Regions from separate parts of the Danio rerio genome. Here region 1 is linked to region 2. The links are chromatin contacts, called in public HiCAR-type maps. All regions are on one chromosome and are shown on one strand. The core of a region is the stretch at or near the end of the contact, and the rest is flanking DNA. Distances in the headings are between cores, read along the strand shown.

The links. HiCAR-type assays count read pairs that join an accessible place to other places.
Region 1: a contact with region 2 is called in a HiCAR-type map of caudal fin, with 4 times the contacts expected there. The contact joins the promoter of creb1a here to the promoter of dhrsx in region 2. A contact is called at or near these places in 2 of 18 Hi-C or Micro-C datasets (caudal fin and hematopoietic stem cells) and 1 of 4 datasets of contacts at active chromatin or transcription factors (caudal fin).

The regions. Positions count from the first base shown.
Region 1 is chr1:37,068,558-37,074,211 of GRCz12tu, reverse strand. It overlaps creb1a (cAMP responsive element binding protein 1a), which reads left to right and starts at 2,637. Exons shown (of 8, transcript NM_200909.1): 1 at 2,637-2,744; 2 at 4,064-4,162; 3 at 4,317-4,463; 4 at 4,673-4,773. The coding sequence starts at 4,073. chmp2bb (charged multivesicular body protein 2Bb) reads right to left here and starts at 1,918. Exons shown (of 6, transcript NM_212904.2): 1 at 1,750-1,918; 2 at 1,240-1,331. The coding sequence starts at 1,783.
Region 2 is chr1:36,917,468-36,923,184 of GRCz12tu, reverse strand. dhrsx (dehydrogenase/reductase (SDR family) X-linked) reads right to left here and starts at 3,376. Exons shown (of 7, transcript NM_001256719.1): 1 at 3,206-3,376; 2 at 1,057-1,164. The coding sequence starts at 3,308.

The sequences.
Region 1 (5,654 bases), core at 1,388-3,887, 150 kb before region 2:
ATTTGGAAAATATTTAAAAAAGATATTATAATATATTAAATATTATAAAAGATAATATTTAAAAAACAAAAATCAAGAGGGAGCTAATAATTCTGACTTGAACTGTATGTATGCATGTATGTGTGTGTGTGTGTGTGTGTGTGTGTGTGTGTGTGTGTGTGTGTGTGTGTGTGTGTGTGTGTGTGTGTGTGTATGTGTGTATGTATGTATGTATGTATGTGTATATATATATATATATATATATATATATATATATATATATATATATATATATATATATATATATATATATATATATATATATATATATATATAAAATTATTTTTTCTGGCAATATAAACAATAACAAATGGCAATTACAGCACTCAAAGTTCACTGAAATCTAAAATGATGCTATATAATTAATAAATGAACAATACATAAATAAATATAGATATTACATCTCTTTAAAAAAATCTTGACCGACTACTCTAATATGCTGACAGATTTAATACACATATTATTATTTTTTTTATAGAAATAATTTTCTCAATAAACCTATTTCTGATATCAAAAATTATTTCTAAAATTTTCATGTGTAAATAAATATGCTTTTAGTAACATTTTTAATTATTTTGTTATTTTTGATAACATACCTTTCTTTGTTTGTTCTTCTGATTTTATGATTATTCCACCACCTATGCATACATTTTAGGGTCATGACCCCTTACGAAGAACTCATTTCATCATGTGGCTTTAAATTTGGCCACTTTTTACAAAAAAAATGTGTATTTATAAAAGTTATAAGCAGAGTTTGCTTTATCAAATAGATAATGTTATAGGTAAATGAACATTACTACTTGAAATAAAACGTATCGGCAACAATTTGTCAGTACCCAAAACACTTAAAGGGAAGATGACAAACTGTGTATTTCTGGCAACAACAGCAGATATCTATAACCCAAAAAAAATAACAAGGCATGATTCCCCGCCAACATTATAATAGTTATGTTAACACTAATTTTAAAACAATGAGTGGGTATAAATAAAAGTTTTAAACATTCCACTAGCTATTGGCTGGCACAAACAATCCTTAAATCAACTTAAAAGGGGATCATGTGCGGTTAGTTCTAAAAATATATCCACAAACTGTCTCTCTGTGACATTAATGTCATAACCTCGTGATCTCATACACCTCAGTAAATGAAGAACATTTGGCATGAGTATATAGACGTCACGTTGATGGGTGGGGAATCTCACCAGTTGCTTTTCCTGTTTTTCCAGTGCTGTCCGGTCTCTGGCAATTTGTCTCTGCGTTCCTCGCAGCTCTTTGTTTTGTTCTTTAATGACATCTGTAGAATGAAGGAGACATAGTTATCGATCGCCATATAAATTAATAATGCTAAAATGTCTGAGTCAGTTATAACAAATTAATGTGTTGGAACTACTTTCATAGCAAGGTTCAGAGGAACGATTAACGTAAAGGGACAGTGATTTCTTTTAAGAGCTAACGTTACTGGATTAGTTTATTTTAAACCGACATGCTTAAGTATTATTTGTAAGACACAAGCGAAAGAAGCCAAATGTAAAATGTTTACGTCATGGCAGCAATTCAAAGACACGTCTTTGTACAAACTACAGCCCAAATCGTATTTAATGTATTAAATAAAACGACAGAAATTGCTAACGCAGTCTTTGATAGACGTGAGAGCGTTGCTTGGGCGGCTTTGACAAACAAACAAGCACTCAAAGCGGCGGCAAGAAACTTACCATCTACGGTCTTTTTCTTGAATAACGATGTCATTACTGCAACAAACTCCGCCGACCAAGAAACTAATAAGAAAACTAAGTATATCACAATGACTATTATCAAGTGAGAGTTGGCTATCAAAATATCATGACTATTTCCTGGTTCCTGACAAGAAGGCGGTGAACTTCTGCTCTTCTGCATCAGTTATTCATTTTAATTGGTGAACATTGACGTGACGTTGCATTGAAGCTATCCAGTCGTAACATCACACTGACTGGCACCGCCCATAGATGTCTGCCGCAAAAACAAAGGTCTCTCTGTCGTTCTCGTAACTAAAAACTAAAATAAAAATATCTAAAAATAAGATAAAATGTATATATATAATATACAAATCAATACTTAAAATAATAATAATATTTAAATATTATTTAATGACAAGAAATACATCATAAATTAATAATAATAATACCAATGACAATTATAAATAAATATATACAGGAGTTTTTCTACAAATTTATGTGAAAACAAAAAGAAAACTGTCCTTTAATAAAGTATTAAACAATTACACAATTATATAAAACATTATATAATAATACTATAAATTATCATTTTTCTTCCAATTGTCAAATTTCAGATTCGATGGCTTCTAAAAGGCTGAAAACCCCTGCTGTAGTACATTTGAACAGATTTATTCATATTCATTACGACAAAAGTCAGCCAATCGTAGCGCACGGATTTGACGCATGCTCATGTGAACAGTCACGGAGAGACACCTCGTGTAAATTCGACTCTGCTCGATGGCTGTTCGTGTAGGTTCGTGCTACGTTCGGCAAGTTCCGCCTACCTCTCGGATCTTGTCGATCCTGAATTAGGGCTGTATTTCGTCCCCCTCGTTCTCTGTGTTGTTGTCCTCGGTGACGCGACGGAGGTGTAGCCTGACGCGGTCTCTTACGTGTCGGACTAAATAAAAGTGGAGCTCCGGAGGCCTGGGAGTGACGAGGCGAGTCTGTGTCGGGTAAGAAGAGACGCATTCGTGGGGGAAAGAGATAATACACTTGGCGTTTTAGTGGACATGTCGCAATGCTCGATCCGTCTGTAACAAAGAGATCATGGCGGCGGTGGGCATGTTTCTCCACAGCTCAGACTTGCTTGCAGACAATGAGTCAGGTTGTAGAAGGAGGAAAGCGGGACGGGTCTACAAAATACATGTGTTTATGGGAGAGAGATGCGTAGTTATGAATGTGACCGCCCGTCCATGGCACCTTTTTATGAAAGTCCAGCGCGTGAAATGATTTTTTTTCTTTTTTGGCTCCAGCATTGGTTTGTTGAGCAGTCTAAGCTCTCCGTGATACATTAAAGATCTTTACTGTATTCCCGCCCGAGCAATGGTGTTTTGTACCACATTAAACAGCTATTCTTTATCATAAATTGTGGGTTTTAACTGGTAAATAAAATTATAGAGAAAAAAATGATTCATGAGTATTTTTCCATTCTGAGTGCACCATAAAACAGAGTGATTTTGTGCCGCATGCTTGATTCATTCAACGTGGAGTGCTATTTTACAAGTCGAAACACGCCTAAAAATGCAAGCGCTTGTATTTATTGTGCTGTTTTTTATTTCTCAAATGGCCTTAGATGGAAAATCATGAAAAATAAAATGATTTAGCTTGCACTGTATGCCGATTTTATTTTCCTTTAAGTTACCACGTTCATAAATGCTTAAAAACCAAGACACAGATCTGACTGACAGCTGCATACGGAAGTAAAAAAAAGGCGGCAAATGGAGTCATCTTGTGTTTGTGGCACACTATGATTAAGGTCTCATTTTTAACACGATTACTTGTTACAAAATAGTCACAGCTCCATAAAAGACTAATATTAATGATATTTACTGTTAAATATGCATATTCTTATTTTTGTGCTGAGGCTTGGTGGCTGCTTTTGTTAAAATACATTATAATGCAAATATTTCACTTTAGTAATGCCATTTTTTACGTGAAGAAATATACATTTCTGGAAACATTTCACCCCTTTAAGAATTTAATACATTTAAATTTTATTTTTGGATTTACATTAAATTGACATGTTTAACGTTAAGTATGTTTAAAAAAAATGCATAAATGTATATTTTATATTTAAAATGTTCGTAATGACTTTATATCAAACCCAGTCTGTGGGTAGAAGTTTTTTTTTTTTTTTGCAGTCAACCTTTAAAATAATCGTGGGTGCATAACAATACCCTTTTTTGGGCAGTTTGATAACCTACCCTGTGTATATATTCATTGCATAATTTTCAAAGTATACAAATGAAGGACTCTTGAATTACATCTTCAGGCTATCTAGATGACCATGGAGGCAGGAGCAGATGTCCAGCAGGGCGGCGACACTGCGGTCTCAGAGACAGACACTCAGCAGATTGCCACCTTGGCACAAGTGAGTTTCTGGCATTAAGATGCTTCCAAAGCTTTTGGAAACGTTTGCTAGGATGACAAGACTGATTATGATTACAAGGGTTATGGTTATTATACATGTAGATCCGGGATGATGTTTTTATTTAATTAAACCTTATTGTACCTCCCTGGTGCAGGTTTCCATGGCGGCAGCACAGGCATCAGCAACTGCACCCACAGTGACCTTAGTTCAGCTGCCCAATGGGCAAACAGTGCAAGTTCACGGGGTCATCCAGGCAGCCCAGCCCTCTGTCATACAATCCCCACAGGTGCAAACTGTACAAGTAAGCCAAATTTTGTTATTATTTTAATCACCCTCATCTTGTTCCTAACTCCTTAGACCGTCTTTTATCTTTGGAACACAAATTGAAATATTTTAGTGCAAAGATGGAATTTTCATTTTTAGATGAAATATCTCTTCAAAGTTTAGGATGACAAAGTGTTTACTGATTCAGGTGTATAAAGCATGAATATTTATGCCTTTTTGTATCAGATTTCTACTATTGCTGAGAGTGATGATTCTCAGGAGTCAGTGGACAGTGTGACAGATTCTCAGAAAAGGAGAGAGATTCTGTCTAGACGGCCCTCATACAGGTATCTGCATGTTTCTAAATTTGATGACACATTTATAATCCTGTTTTAACGAAAGCTGCATCTTTTTTTCTGCAAAAATCTGTTTAAAATGAAAAATGAGGACACAAGTGTCTATAAACTTACTATAGCAAGAAAACTGTTTCATATTTTTTAACTTAACATTTATTAAACAGTGCGGAAATATTACAGTAACATTCATTCCTCATTTAATGAATCATAGTAGTTATTTCAAAAATGTTTTCAAATGGTTTGTGTTTTTACCATTTAATTAAGACATTCTTTGAATTTACAATTTACACATGAACAACACTTAAAGTGAAACAGTCGATTTGTTTTACCTTTCATAAAATGTATAAAAGCACATAATCTAAAAACTAATTTTTTAACAGCACACAATTAAAAAAATAATAATTTTATTTAAATATTTAAAACGTATAACTGATTGTTTCTTTTTTACTTAAATAAACGTTTACTTTCTGAAAAAAAGAGAGATGTTTTTAAGTTTGTCAGTCATTCATGTGGTATAAATATATTTTAATATGTATAGCAATTATATAAAATTATTTATTAAAGGTTTTTACACTTGTGTAGCATCAAATGTTTCAGACAGAGAGTATTTTTGACAGCTAAAGGTGATCCATGCATACCCAAGTTCAAAATGACTTGAACATGAAATCACAATAGGGTGGTGCGGTGGCTCATTGGTTGGCACTGTCACCTCACAGCAAGAAAGTTGCTGGTTCGAGCTTTGGCTGGATCAGATGGCATTTCTGTGTGAAGTTTGCATGTTCTCCCCGTGTTCATGTGGGTTTTCTCCGGGTGCTCCAGTTTCCCCCACAGTCCAAAGACTTGTGCTATAGGTGAATTGGGTAGGCTAAATT
Region 2 (5,717 bases), core at 2,127-4,626:
AAGTGACTGAATTTCCCCTTGTTACAGTTATGAAATAGTTTGATAACAAACAGGAAAATTTCATGGGCCAATGACCACATTCAAATGGTCAATAAGTCAACTTACAATAACCTTAACCCCAACCCCAACCTAATAATAATTAGTTGCAATGTAACTAAAATTCAACAAACGAACTATCAAAATAAAGTTTGACCTAATTTATTTACATTTTACAATAGCAGTACAAAACTTTTATGTTTTATAAAATGTATTGTTAAATTAAAGAAAATTCCAAACAAGTTACGAGATCATGTAGAACAGTATTTTTTTATTATCCATTGTCATTAGATTTTTTTTAAACGGTCATTATTCTATTTTAATTATGATACAAAATGTTATTAATATTTTAACTGTTAATTAACTGTTCACTGTTCAAAAAACTGTTAATTAACTGTCTTATTTGTATATTGTATCATATTACACTAGCAGTACTTGATTACTTTGATTACAGTAGAATACTGGAAATTCTTAATATGCAGTAAGTTACTGTAAAAGCTTTAAAATGACCAACAATGCAGTGCATATTAAAGCAGTGAACTGTAAAGAATGTACTGTACGTTGTATTTTACTCAGGGTTTTTGTAGTAAATATCTGTAAATTTACAGCAGTGATACAAGTACGTCTCTAAACAGCCACGAGTCAGATTTCCCGTGCTAATTAATTCTAAAAATATATATTATTTTGCTAATTATTATTTTATTTCAGCAACTGTTTTAGTTTTAGTTAGTTTTAGTTTTTCATTCATTGTGATTTGTGTATTTTATTTCAGTTATCTTTTTTTTTTGACCAACAGTTAAATCTTTAGTTTTCATTACTAAAATTTCATTGGCTCCTTCAGACCAGTTGTACTTAAAACCCACTGCTCATCATGTTATAGATAACTCTTTAAAAATCAATGAAAAGTGGCAGGAAACCTATTAACAAGCTGCATGACCACAAGAATTGATCTGAGGTCAAATCGTCAGTGGAATAGTTTTGGCTCACTGATCATAAATCACGTTTGAGGTGATACTATACCAATGATCACATGCATGTCCAGGCTGACCAGATGTCTGGAAATCTCATATCCCATTCCTCTGGTTCCCCCTGTAACTATGGCAACCTTTCCATTCTGCTCGGGCAAATCTGGGCAAGACAGGAAGCAAGAAAATGATGTAAAATACATATTTTTATCATACCTAACAAGGTTGTTTTACACTGACATACTGTCTTTGTTTGGGACGTATCCTGTCAGCGCTTTGCAAGTGTTTTCAGATTTACACTGGTCTCTGAGATCATTAAAATGTAGAAACTGCATCCAACGCCAACGTACTGCGAACAGCATGAGCTTTTGCAATAAGCCTACTAATGATGCTATTCCTTCATGCCTTTGCTAAGTGTGTGTTTTTACTTCTAATAAATAATAATCATAAACAAATCCACTAGTCCACTATTGATGTTTTACCGCTCAATCGGTCAGAGAAGCAGAGAGATTATGATAATCATTACTAATAAGCAAGAGTGCTACTTGTTGACATTTCCATGTTATAAATAAAAGTTAATATGTGATAAGTTAAAATTAAGTTAATTATGTGTTCATTTTAAGGCTCACATTTTAATGTCATCCTTAAAAAAAGTCAAAGAATGTGCAAAAAAATAAGGCTTTTTCTCCCTTTGTAACTAATCCCAAAGGGCTTTGAATATTTCTGATACAAAAAGTCCATTGTAAGGATGGATTTGAGTTTAATCCTTGAGCTTCGTGCTGGGACATGGTTGCCCTTTAATGGTGATTTAAATTTAAATAAAGAGCCGTCTGAATTTGCAACCAAGCTATCCTAAGCAGAAACATGTGATTAGATTGTGATAAAGATGAACAGCCATATTGCATCTCTGCCAGCATGAATGACTCAGATAATTCAAACTACTTGCTTTATCTTTACTTTTTCTTTCTTTTACTTTTTAAAAATCTTAAAACATTAATTATTATGGTCTGCTGTGCAATTACTTTAAATGAAAAGTGATATAAGAATATATTAGTGGCTTGTATAGCTTTAGAATTATTAGGTCAAAGGTTACAGAAAGCTACCTTAAACAGCAAATGAAAAACACAGCTATTCCAAGCAAATGTCAACCTTGCCATGAAAAAAAAGGTTTTGCCAAAATATTGAAACCATTTCTGCATTTTGTATGTAAGCAAGTACTGTACAGTGCTTTAAAATATGTCTCTGTTAATGTTTTCAAACTATTATATTTGATTTACTAAAATCACACAAGTGCCAATTTCACATCTGTCACATCCATAACACAAACATGCCACACGTCAACCACTTTGTTCTATATTGAGCCAACTCTTATCCTTTTGATTATCAATTATTTATGTTGGGTCGCACAGTTTAATTCACAGAAGTATGTTGTATACGGGTAAAACTCGCAAACTTTTTGGTCATGTAATAACGCTTGATTGTTTTCCTCATTTAAAATATGAAATATGTTTACAGATTGATATTCTTCTGAACCCATAATTCTTTGCTTAGTTGTTTTGGAAAATATAAACAGATGTTTCAATAAAATATTAACGTAGTTACTTTGTGAATTTATGTTTTTCATCTATAGCTGGAATTGCTCTTAAGCAATTGCAACAATTGTCAGCAAGCAGTCAAAAAATCAATACATATACAAAGTGTTTAAATATTAAAAAGGGGATAAATGGAATATATAAGGAGATGCTTAAAAAAATTAACTAGAATAGAGTAAATAAATACATTAATAACTCACTGAGCATTTTCAATTATTCAACAGAAAACGCGAAGTACGACTACTACTACTACTACTACTACTACTACTACTACTACTAATAATAATAATAATAACAATAATAATAATAATAATAATAATAATAATAATAATATAGAAACATTAAGAAATTGAGACTGACGCTGTTATTCTGCAGTCCTCATTTAAGGTTTATCGGGAAGAAAAATCATAAAGATATCATTAAGAAAAACATGAAGGTGACTAAATCAAAGCATTATTTTAATTTCCGTGTGTGCTGTCTCTTTAAGCGACTCAAACTTTCCCCAACTGCATCGGACAGCTTTACTACAGAATAGATGTTTGACAGCTGTTGCACACATAAAATAGCCGCTCGTTGGAGCACATCTCAATCGTAACGATAAAAACCTCTAACCTGGCAGCCTGAAAGATTTGTTGAAAAGCTGGTATAGCAGGACTTTCACGCCATCTAAGTAGAGCCTGATGAAGCCGAGGATACAATGTAACAACCTCCACATGTTTGAAGTTGACAGCGAGTGTCTCAGTGTTTACGCTCCGTGCTGAAGTACAGCAGGAACGATTCAGCCGCTCTTACGATAGTTCCGCCTTCTACGTCAACGCACCGCAGACGCCCCATAGAGTCAAGATGCAGATTTCTGGGAGTATAATCTCTGGTAAAACCACTGTCAGAAAAAAAGGGGAGGGAAAAGCTAGTTGGTCCAAACTGCCACAGAGAAAAAGTAAAGCCTTTAGTGGTAAATGTTGTTGTGATACATAACAACTAGCAAGTATTTAAGTATTTGTAGAATGTATTAAACAGGTATTTTAAGCAACATTGAAAGAAAAAAGACAAACAAGTTTATTTGTCATTTAGTACATTGGTTCCACTCCCAATGACAGACTATATATGTAAGTAAATATATATGTATGTATATATGTCAAATCAAATCAAATCACTTTTATTGTCACATCATCAGCAGCATGTGCTGTGATGATGAAGAGCTTAGGTGTTGGCGCTCCAGACAGTACAAAATTAAGACAAATACAACAACAGTGCAAAATACAGACAGTGCAAAGTGTGTGTGTGCGTGTGCGTGTGTGTGTGTAATGTAATGTGTATTTATATAGCGCATTTATTGTGTATGGCCATACACCCAAAGCGCTTCACAATCATGAGGGGGTCTCTCCACACCACCACCAGTGTGCAGCATCCACTTGGATGATGCGACGGCTGCCACAGGACAACGGCGCCAGTGCGCTTACCACACACCAGCTATTGGTGGAGTGGAGAGACAGTGATAGAGCCAATTCGGTGGAAGGGGATGATTGGGAGGCCATGATCGTAAGGGCCGATAGAGGAAACTTGGCCAGGACACCAGGGTTACACCCCTGCTCTTTCACGAGGAGTGCCATGGGATTTTTAATGACCACAGAGAGTCAGGACCCCGGTTTTAACGTCTCATCCGAAAGACGGCGCGCACTGACAGTGTAGTGTCCCCTTTACTTTTACTGGGGCATTAGGACTCACACAAAACACAGGTTGAGCGCCCCCTGCTGGCCTCACTAACACCACTTCCAACAGCAACCTAGTGTTCCCTAGTGTTCTCCCATCCAGGTACTGACCAGGCTCAGCCCTGCTTAGCTTCAGTGAGTAACCGGTCTTGGGCTGCAGGGTGACATGGCTGTGGTGTGTGTGTGTGCGTGTATGTGTATGTATGTGTAAGAATATATATATGCTTATTTTTTGTGACTACGGTGATCGACTAAGTAGAAAATCAGCCGATTTCCATCCAATCAAATCATGTATAGGATAATCATATCAGACAGACCTCACAACACAGATGCTTTCATTCAGCAAACATGTGCAGTGTCAAAGATTTGCATGGTAGCCTTTTGGCCAAGCACACTTCAAAAAATCAAGTGGCCCAATAAGAAAAGGCATTGTTTACTTAATAAAAGGAAATGTATACATTTGCTGAATAAAAAAAAGTTAGAAGGGCATAATAGACTAGATATACATTTTTGATACTTTTGAACTTTGTTTGTTTGTTTGTTTGTTTGTTTGTTTGTTTGTTTGTTTGTTTGTTTGTTTGTTTGTTGATTGGTTGGTTTGGTTAAGTAATGGTACTTTTTAAATTGGTACTTTTTGTTTTTTTACAATGATTTTTTGATACTTTTTTCCACCACTGTTAATAGCATAAACTACACTGTTTATTTAAGGTCATGTATTCAGACTACTTTTTAATTCATTTTAAGAACATTATGACTAGGGTTGGGGGTACCTGAATAACAAGAAATGTGAGTTACATAATAATATAACTTTTTCTAAGTAACGAGTAAAATAACACTTTAATAATAATAATAATAATAATAATAATAATAATAATAATAACAATAATAATAATGATAATAACGTTTCTGTGTGGAGTTTTTCCATGTTCTCCCAGTGTTCGCGTGGGTTTCCTCCGGGTGCTCCAGTTCCCCCCATAAATCCAAAAACATGCTGGATTAGCTGAATTGGCCGTAATGTATGTGTGTCAATAAGTGTGTATGTGTGTTTCCTAATGATAGGTTGCATTTGTAAGGGCATCCACTGCGTAAAAACATGTGCTAGATAAGTTGGCGGTTCATTCTGCTGTGTCAACCCCAGATTACTAAATGGATTAAGCCGAAAAAAATCGAATGAATAATTGAATAATTGGGTCTTTAAAAATAAATTGCTGAACTAAAATTAAGCTTCACGTTTAAGTCACGTTCAATCATTCACTTCATGATGTACATTGCAGGATGATATACACATTTTAACATGCAGTTTATTTTTTATTTTTTAAAAAGCTAGGGCCCCATACCTGGAGTTGCTTTGGGCCCCCAAATCACTAACTCCGCCCCTGCCCATTAAAAAAAAAAAAATAATATATATATATATA